2 separate regions of the Sus scrofa genome follow, and region 2 is linked to region 1. A link is a contact called in public HiChIP or PLAC-seq data. All regions are on one chromosome and are shown on one strand. Each heading gives the region's core, a stretch centred on a gene start, on an enhancer-like site or on the middle of the called end of the contact. The rest is flanking DNA. Distances are from core to core; before and after follow the strand shown.

Evidence for each region. HiChIP or PLAC-seq counts read pairs in DNA pulled down with a chosen protein or histone mark.
Region 2: an H3K27ac HiChIP or PLAC-seq map of skeletal muscle shows a contact between it and region 1, with 4 times the contacts expected there. The contact joins the promoter of IGF2 here to the enhancer-like site in region 1. A contact is called at or near these places in 4 of 5 promoter capture datasets (fetal liver, fetal skeletal muscle, liver and 1 more), 13 of 47 Hi-C or Micro-C datasets (adipose tissue, alveolar macrophages, embryonic fibroblasts and 8 more) and 1 of 2 datasets of contacts at active chromatin or transcription factors (skeletal muscle).

What each region holds. Positions count from the first base shown.
Region 1 is chr2:1,403,050-1,407,231 of Sscrofa11.1, reverse strand. No RefSeq gene overlaps it. Among named protein-coding and RNA genes, the nearest start is that of MRPL23, 58 kb to the right of the region's middle. Within about 2 kb of position 2,206, at least 4 of the 83 cell types and tissues checked have an H3K27ac peak or open chromatin away from gene starts, as enhancers often do. A contact at or near this core is called in skeletal muscle, where this site is marked.
Region 2 is chr2:1,493,798-1,498,106 of Sscrofa11.1, reverse strand. IGF2 (insulin like growth factor 2) reads left to right here and starts at 1,953. Exons shown (of 5, transcript NM_213883.2): 1 at 1,953-2,081. INS (insulin) reads left to right here and starts at 266. Exons shown (of 3, transcript NM_001109772.1): 1 at 266-308; 2 at 470-672; 3 at 1,064-1,252. The coding sequence starts at 486. The coding sequence ends at 1,203.

The sequences.
Region 1 (4,182 bases), core at 957-3,456:
GGTGGGTGCGGGGGACAGACCCCCGGCTCATGCCCACCCTGTTCTCCTGGCCCCTTTCCGGGCTGGCCTGGGACCCTCATGGATGGAGGCGGGAGAACAGATGCACGGAGGCTGGAGGTGCCGTGTCCCCGGGACCCCGGGAAGGACGCCTGGAGGGGCCCGTCCCAGCCACAAGGACCCCTGCCTGCCCCCAGCCAGCCTGGTCTCACCTGCTCGGGGCAGGTGGCTAGTGGGGGATGTGGGGCCACACTGCATGCCTGGCTCCTGCTGAGGGTCCCAGGGCCCGCCATCAGCTCTCACAATAGTCAGGGCTCCGCAAGGCGCCTTCTCCACAGACCAGACCACTGGCCCCCGGACGGGCCAGCATCACCCCCCGGGCCTGGCTCCACGGGAGGGCAGAGGGGCCATCAGGGTGACGGGCCCCGGGGGGATTTGGAAAGTGCAGAGGGTAAAGCTCCATCTCTATCTCGCCCTGAGGAGGGGCGGCCCGGAGCACCCGCGGCCCCGGTACGCAGGCAGCACCCCACTCCCGGGGTATGGACGCTGCGTCTGAGGCCCCAGCCTGTCTGTGCTGGGCTGGCACCAAATCTCCAGGCTCAGAGGTCACTAGCCTGAGCCTTTCCAGCCCGAGAGCCCTGGGCTACTCTCCTGGCTTGTCGAGAGAGATGGCGACCGCTCAGCCAGAGCCGCCAGCCTGGAGGGCGCACTGGACCCCGAACCAGGCCCAGCACCCCCAGCAGGGCGCACCTTCCTTCTGCCAGTGCTGTGACATCAGCTGGACACCAGGGTCCAGGGGTGTCCACCAGGGAGACCACAAACTCCCTGCAGGCAGAGCTGGTCCCAAACCGGAGGCCCAGAAGCTGGCACTCCTGCCTGATGCTGGCTCTGAGGGCACAGGGCACTTGAGGCCCCCAGCTCAGTCTCCTGAGAGCCTCTGGTTGGTGGGGAAGCCTCTGGCCCCAGCTCCAAGCCATGTAGGCAGAGAGAAAACGCCGAACGCCACAGGTTGAGCCGACGCTTGGGCTCCACTCTGCACCGCCCCCACAGCCCCAACCCCCTCCCACCACCACCACAGGCTGAGCTGGCGGCCCACTGGCTCGGAGAGGACCGCTGGCCCCTGGCCCCATCGCCCCAAGTTGGGGAGTGGTGGGTGGGCATGGCCAAGGGTCGGGTGGGGGTTGTGACCTGGGGCAGCTCAGGGGCTTGGGGGGAGCTCCAGCTGGATGTGGGAGGCAGCCCCGGCTCTTTTCAGGGCACTCAGTCGGGGCCTGGGGAAGCAGCCTCTGGAGCACCCAGGCTCCTGGCTGCCTGGCTGGTGGCTGTGCCAACCCGCTGGCCTGGGGCAGGAGTGGTTTGACCATCTCTGCAAACTCTGTGCCTACTTGGCACATCCCCTGGGAGGGAATCGGGCCGCCTGCAGGCGTGGTTGCGGGCATGTTTGCAGGCGTGTTCAGCCCAGGAAGCACCATCCAGGGAGGCTTCGCGGAGGACCTGGGCCTCAGGTTGAGCCCCAGATCCTGGGCGCTCCCAGGACGCTGGCCGGGCAGGCACTGTCCACTTTGCTTGCCCTGCCCTTCCATTCATGGCTTCTGCCCACTGCTCCCAGGCAACGTGCTCGCTCCTGCCCTCGGCCACGGCACCTGCTCTGCACAGGAGGGGGCATGTGGCTGCCTGGCCGCACGCTGAGGGCCAAGCTCCCGGTGGCCTTCAGGCAGCCCTAATAGGGTGGCTCTGGCTTTCCGGGGGCAGAGGGCAGATGGGAGCGGAGACACATGGGGAGGGCAAGGACGGGCAGGTTCGTTGTCCTGCAGCCTTCCCGCCCTCGCAGGGGGCTGGGGGCCGGTTGCCTGCCGCACCTACAGGGTGGAGCCAGCCCCCTCCCCACAGCCCTGGGCAGGCCGAGTGAGGCCAGCCCTTGCCTAAGAAGCCCCAAAGCTTGGTCTGAACCTGTGCCAGCCCCCCACCCCGCTAGTGTGCCAGTGCGGGCAGATCTGATTGTCCTCCAAGACCTGGTAAGCCCAGCCCCCAATCTAGGCCTTCCTGCTGGGCACGGAGAGCCAGGTGGGCCACCTGAAAGGCCTGGGGCCACACGGGGGCTGTGGAGGCAGAGGTCCACCCGGGCGGGAAGAAGGCGCGAGTATGCAGCTGTGTGTGGGCGCTCTGCCCACCACCTCCGCTTGTGCGCCCTCGAGCGCGGCCAAGTCCCCAGGCCTCTCAGAACACGGGTGACGACGGGGCCTTGAAACTGCCGGGGCTGAGGCCTGGGGAAGGAGCTGGCCTGAGGTGACCTGTCGGCCCAGCCCTCACTGCCATTTTTGGGGTCCCCGTGCGCCCGGCTGGCGCCTGTGGGGCAGGTGTCCCTGTCCCTTCCTCTTTGACAAGAGGCCTGAAACCTACACCCGCCTGAAATAGCTGCTGCCTACAGCCTGCGTGCCTGCGCGGCCCAACGTGCTGATTGGCCTGCCCGCGGGGGGCTTGGGTGGCCTGGGGTGGACAAGCCCAAAAAAGGCCAACGGCCCCTCTGAGCCCCCTGCATGCAGCCTGAGCGGGGCGGGGCACAGGCGATGGTGCCTGGCTCTGGGCCGGGGCCGGGCCGAGGCCAGGCGGGTTGCCACTGGCAGGTGGTGGAGACGGGAGGGGACAGCTGGCAAGAAGGAGCCGTGAGGACGTCCCTGCTGAGGCCAGGACTTGGGGTGGGGAAGGGGGTGTGAGCCTGCAAGGCCCAGGCTGGCCAGAGCCCCCCGCTCTCCCGCCAGCCTCCCCTGGCCCCAGCCGCCTGATAGGAGCGGGTGGTCCCAGCTCAGGAGCGGGGAGCCTGGGCTCCTTGGCTTGTGTGCAAGGGGGTGCAGGCCCCATCGCCCCACTGGGACCCAGGCTATTCTGTGCACCGCACCGCGGTGACAGCCCCTGTCCATGTCCACAAGTCCCTTCCCCTCCTGGGCCTGAGAGCTGGGGGCAGAGGGACACGGCGAGGGAGAAGGGACACACGAGCGGGCACTGCCTTCCATTTTGACCACTGTCACCTCTGCAGCTCTTGCCCCTTGGGGTCTCTGCTGAGCCTGTGCTCACATTCCCTGCCTCTTTGGGAAGAGAACTGGGCCGAAGGCTGGACGTCACCATGGCCTGAAGTGGCCCTCCTGCCCCCTTGCCCTACCTGTGTCCCTGCTGGGGGGTGCTGTGTGCAGGCTGGGCCGAGGCCAGGGTCTCCCCAGGCGGGCAGTCGGGGCGGATGGGGTTCTGCCTGTTATCCCAGGCAGATGCAGACAGTGGGGGGCCCCCGGGGCAGGCCTGGCGGGGCGGGGGGCGGGATCGAGGCCGTGGCCGGGGAGCGAGCCCAGGCAGGGGGCTGCAGGAGCAGCTGTGACAATGGAAAGAAGGCGACCGCGGGCGGCGGGCCCGGTGCTGTGTGAGCGGCCTCTCCCCGGAGGCCCTGGCGTCGTGTGCTCTCCTCGCCGGGGTTGCTCACTTTCATCTCCTTCCTTTCCCGTGTTGGCTTTTTCCCTGGGTGGGGATGAGCGGGGAGCCTGTTCTGTGCCCTGGCTCTTTGGAAAGGCGCTTCCTGGAACCCTTGGTGGGGCCTGTGGCTGGCCCCGCAGGGACAGTGGCTTGAGGGGCCCTTGGCCGCTGAGGTGGATGGGGGGCCCTGCCCTTGCCCAGACCCCCCATCAGGAGAAGCCCTGAAGCTCTGCAGTCAGAGGGTCCAAGACGGCCACCCCCCCAGGGGCTGGTGGGAGCGTTGTGTACCGGGTGGGGCATGACCTGCCCCCCTCCCGCGCTCCTCCCTGGGCCCTGCCCTGGGCCTCTGCCCCTGGAAGCCCCCTGCCCACCAGGACCCAGCTCCACGCCTGTCCCCGTGTCCTCCCCACCCTGGCCAGCCCTCCCGGCCTGTGTGTGCCCACCGCCAAGGCCCAAGACACATGTCCTGGATGCTCTGGTGGCACCGGCCTGGTCGCCTGTGGGAGGGCTTTTATTTCTTTCTTTCTGCAGGGGTGGCATATGTGACTTTACTCTCCCTGCTTTGCCACCCAGTCAGAAGTTTGAGCAGCGGGGGTGGGGGCCAGATGTCGGAGGGAGGGCTTGGGAACCAGGATGGCAGTGGGGGTGCGAGGCCCCCGGGAGGAGCAGGCAGAGGAGGACAGAGACCCCGGCCTGGAGAGGGGCGGTGCAGGCTGCAGGTGAGCA
Region 2 (4,309 bases), core at 704-3,203, 91 kb before region 1:
ATGCGGCCCAAGCCCGGGCGGTTTGGCCTTTGTCCCCAGCCAGTGGGGACAGCCTGGCCCTCAGGCCGCTCGTTAAGACTCTAATGACCTCAAGGCCCCCAGAGGCGCTGATGACCCACGGAGATGATCCCGCAGGCCTGGCAGCAGGGAAATGATCCAGAAAGTGCCACCTCAGCCCCCAGCCATCTGCCACCCACCTGGAGGCCCTCAGGGGCCGGGCGCCGGGGGGCAGGCGCTATAAAGCCGGCCGGGCCCAGCCGCCCCCAGCCCTCTGGGACCAGCTGCGTTCCCAGGCCGCCGGCAAGCAGGTCTGTCCCCCTGGGCTCCCGTCAGCTGGGTCTGGGCTGTCCTGCTGGGGCCAGGGCATCTCGGCAGGAGGACGTGGGCTCCTCTCTCGGAGCCCTTGGGGGGTGAGGCTGGTGGGGGCTGCAGGTGCCCCTGGCTGGCCTCAACGCCGCCCGTCCCCCAGGTCCTCACCCCCCGCCATGGCCCTGTGGACGCGCCTCCTGCCCCTGCTGGCCCTGCTGGCCCTCTGGGCGCCCGCCCCGGCCCAGGCCTTCGTGAACCAGCACCTGTGCGGCTCCCACCTGGTGGAGGCGCTGTACCTGGTGTGCGGGGAGCGCGGCTTCTTCTACACGCCCAAGGCCCGTCGGGAGGCGGAGAACCCTCAGGGTGAGCCGAGGGGGCGTCCCGGGAGCGGTCGGGGGAGTTTTTAAGGAGGAAATTGGTAAAAGTGACCAACTCCCTGGGAGCTGAGCCCAGAGACACCCCTCCCACGCCCCGGTCCCGCTCGAGAAGCCCCCCTTCCCTCCCCTCCTCCCGAGGCGGCTCCAGGGAGGAATCTTACGGAGTCAAGGCCCGGGTGCCGCTGGTCTCCGAGTGACATGGCCGTGGTGTCCCGTCTGCCGGCCCACATGCCCGTGGGAGATGCCCCATCCCCCTGGGAGGGGGCCCCGTGCCGGGCAGGCAGCGGGAGGCCCAGGACCGGCGGCTGCTGCGGCTTCCACTCCAGGGTGGGCGGGGTGGGGGGTGGCTGTCTCTGTGTGACCGGCTCTCCCCGCAGCAGGTGCCGTGGAGCTGGGCGGAGGCCTGGGCGGCCTGCAGGCCCTGGCGCTGGAGGGGCCCCCGCAGAAGCGTGGCATCGTGGAGCAGTGCTGCACCAGCATCTGTTCCCTCTACCAGCTGGAGAACTACTGCAACTAGGCCGCCCCTGAGGGCGCCTGCTGCTCCCCGCACCCCAAAACCCAATAAAGTCCTGAATGAGCCCGGCCGAGTCCTGTGGTCTGTGTGGCCTGGGGCGGGGGCCCTGGTGGGGGAGGGGCCAGAAGGCTGTGGGGGGCCTGCCTGCGACCCCTCTCTGCTCTCGCCACATCGGCTGCTCTAAGCTTCCTCCACATGCATCGGGTGCCCACAGGCACATGGGCACCGGGGGACCAGGGCCCAGGGCAGGGCCCTTCAATGTGGCGAGCTCTGGTTTTCAGGGCTCCAGACACCCCCTCCTGGGTGCCCACTGCTGCACAGGGTCACTCTGAGGGTCACAGGGCACCCACCCAGACTGCTCTTGGGCACACAAAATAGCCCAGGGGCTTCTTGGGCTGGCTGCGGTCTGGGAGGTCAGAGAGTGACCCCGCGGGACCAAGACCTGGCCAGCCTGCCAGTCGCCCAGGCCAAACCAATCTGCACCTTTGCTGAAGGTTCCACCCGGGCCAGCACTGGGGGCGGCCGGGCCTAGAGCTGGGCGCCCGGGCCCCAGGGACTGCACACCCGCCAGAGGTGGGCCTGAGGGGTGGCAGCAGGCTCTCCGCCTGGGACCCAGCCAGCTGGGCAGCTCACCTCTCAACACGAGGCTCTCACCTGTGTCGTCCCCTCCCCACGGCCACACAGACACCCCTGGGGAGAAGTCACAGGCCCCCAGCAGGCCCCGCCCCTGGAGAGGAGGCCAGGGCTGGGCAGGCGGGTGGCCGGCCGGACACTGGACCCGGAAGGGGGGTAGGCGGCTGGGATGAGTGGCGAGCTGTCCATGGGAGCACCCAGCGGCCCCATTGGCACCAGTACAGGCAGGGGCACCTGCAGCAGCTGAGGTACGTGGGGTCCCCGGACTGGTTGGTGTCCGGCTGCCCTCTGGGAGGCAGCGGGCTGAGCTTGTGGTCCTGCCAACCAGGGAGACCCGTGACCACCCTGCTGCTTCCCCTCCCCCCCAGGGCCAGCAGACTCCTTTGGGACTCGGGGCCCCTGAGCCGCCCCCACTCGCAGGACTCACGGGGTGTGCGGTCCTGGGTGAGTGGGGGCTTGGGAGAGGGTCACTCTTGTCCGTCGGGTGGGGAAGGCTGAGAGTCATGGTGTGACAGCGCCCTCGGCCTGCCGGGTGGGGGGTCTCCCTTCTCCCGAGCCCAGATCCAGCCCTGAGACCCTGTATGCTCCCCACGAGCCTTGCCCGCCGGCCCTTGGGCCCAGTGACATGCTTTGGCACAGGTGGGGAGGGGGCTCTCCCACGGACGAGGTCACGCAGGGAAGGAGAGGCGGCTGCCCAGGGACACCTGGGGCCTGGGTTCAGACCTGGCCTCTTGCTCAGCAGCCCCCTGGGCGTTGAAGCCCAGAGGGCCCTGCTTCCCTGAGATCCCCCGTCACCCGCAGAAGCCAGGCCCACAGGCCTTGGCTCAGCCCCTCCACCCAGGCCCACGTTCCGCCCCTTCTGGGAACTGGAGGACAGCCCGCCCTCGCCCTCGGACCTGGCTTCGTTTGCCCTGGCATCTGGCAGTGGCCGGCAGCTGCGTTCAGCCCTGGATGACACCCTGGCGTGAGCGGTGGGTCCCCGTGCTGAGGGCAGCCCCCACACACGTCCTGCTCACTTGCCTTGTGTCTGCTCCGCATCCCGTCATCACACATGCCATGCTGGGGCACCGTAGCGCCTTGCCCTGTGTGGCACTGTGGCACTGTGTTCCTGATGGGAAGACTGAGGCTGGGGTCAGGCCCGCTGCTGCCCACCCTCTAAGGACATTCTGCCGGTGCAGCTGCCTCCAGGCTGGCCCCCCGGATTGCATCTGCTTCTGGCACGGATGAACTGGCACCTCTGCCTGACCATTAGGGCTGTATTTGCCTTCTCCTGTTGGCAGTAAATATTTACTGTCCTCCCTGTCCTCCAGGCCGGAGCAGATCCTGAGGGGCATGGGAGGTGGACACAAAGGTGCCCAAGCAGCCCCCTGCTCTTGAGGGCCCAGTGTCTGGTGGGGGCCAGCCTGGGAAGGAGGAGCGAGACTAGGAACCAGAGGCCTGTGTTCCTGGAAAAGGCCCCCTGGCAGAGTTCCGGCTGGTGTGTGTCCAGCTAGGCTGTGAGTCTTCAAACTGGGGAGCCCGGCCCCTGGACCCAGGCAGGGCTGCACCCCTGGTGCCAGTGCTTCACTGGGTGGGCACCTGTCCCCACCAGGCAAGGTGGTCCGAGCGGTCATTCACAGACAGAACCAGCAGAGGGCGCCAAAGCCCCACTTTTGACAAACTCCCCTTCGCCCTGAGCCGAAAGTCCAGGCGGCAGGTGGACCTCTCTGCAGGGCTCTGCCACCCCTGCTGCCGCTTGCCAGCACTCACAGGGGCTGCGGGGGGTGCCCAACAGGCCGGCTACCCTGAGCTCTGGAGGCGATGGAGTTTAGGAGGGAACGAGGGGACTCCTGGGGGTGACTTTCTTCAGCGCCCACATTGCGGCCCAGCAAACCGAGGCTGGAGGAGGCCGGGCACCTGTGCCCAGCTGGAGCCTTTGCTGAGGGTCTCCAAGGCCTGGGGAAATTGAGGCTGGGGGCTGGGGGGTGTCACTGTCGGGCCAGGAGGCCCCTCGCTCTGATTGGAGCCGCCTCGGCCACTTGAGCCAGGAGGCTCACATGAGGCGGGGGCTGCAGGGACAGGACCCTCGGGCCCGGGAGGCCTTGGAGGGGGTCCAGCTGGGCCAGGGTTCGTTCTTTCCCGGGTCCATGTCCACCGCCCTCCCGCTGCTGGGAGGAGAGGAGGTCCAGGGCAGAAAGAATGCGTGGGGATGGGGGGGTGGTCAGGGGTCTGGGAGCTGTGGAAACAACAAACAGACAGCGAGGTCCTGGGGCGCCCGGCCCCCCGCCCCCTCCGGCACTGTTGTTTCTGGCCGGGGTGCAGGGACAGCGAGGCAGATTCCTTCGAAAGTGGAGACTGGCGGGGGGCCCCTCGGGTCCTCAGCTCACCCCCTGAGCTAGCCCGCCCACTCGGCTCCAACCTCCCGCAGGCCCCTGGCACGGTCTCCAGGAGTCCACTGAGGGGTCCCCAAAGCTGCCACCAGGAGCTGGGCCTGGGT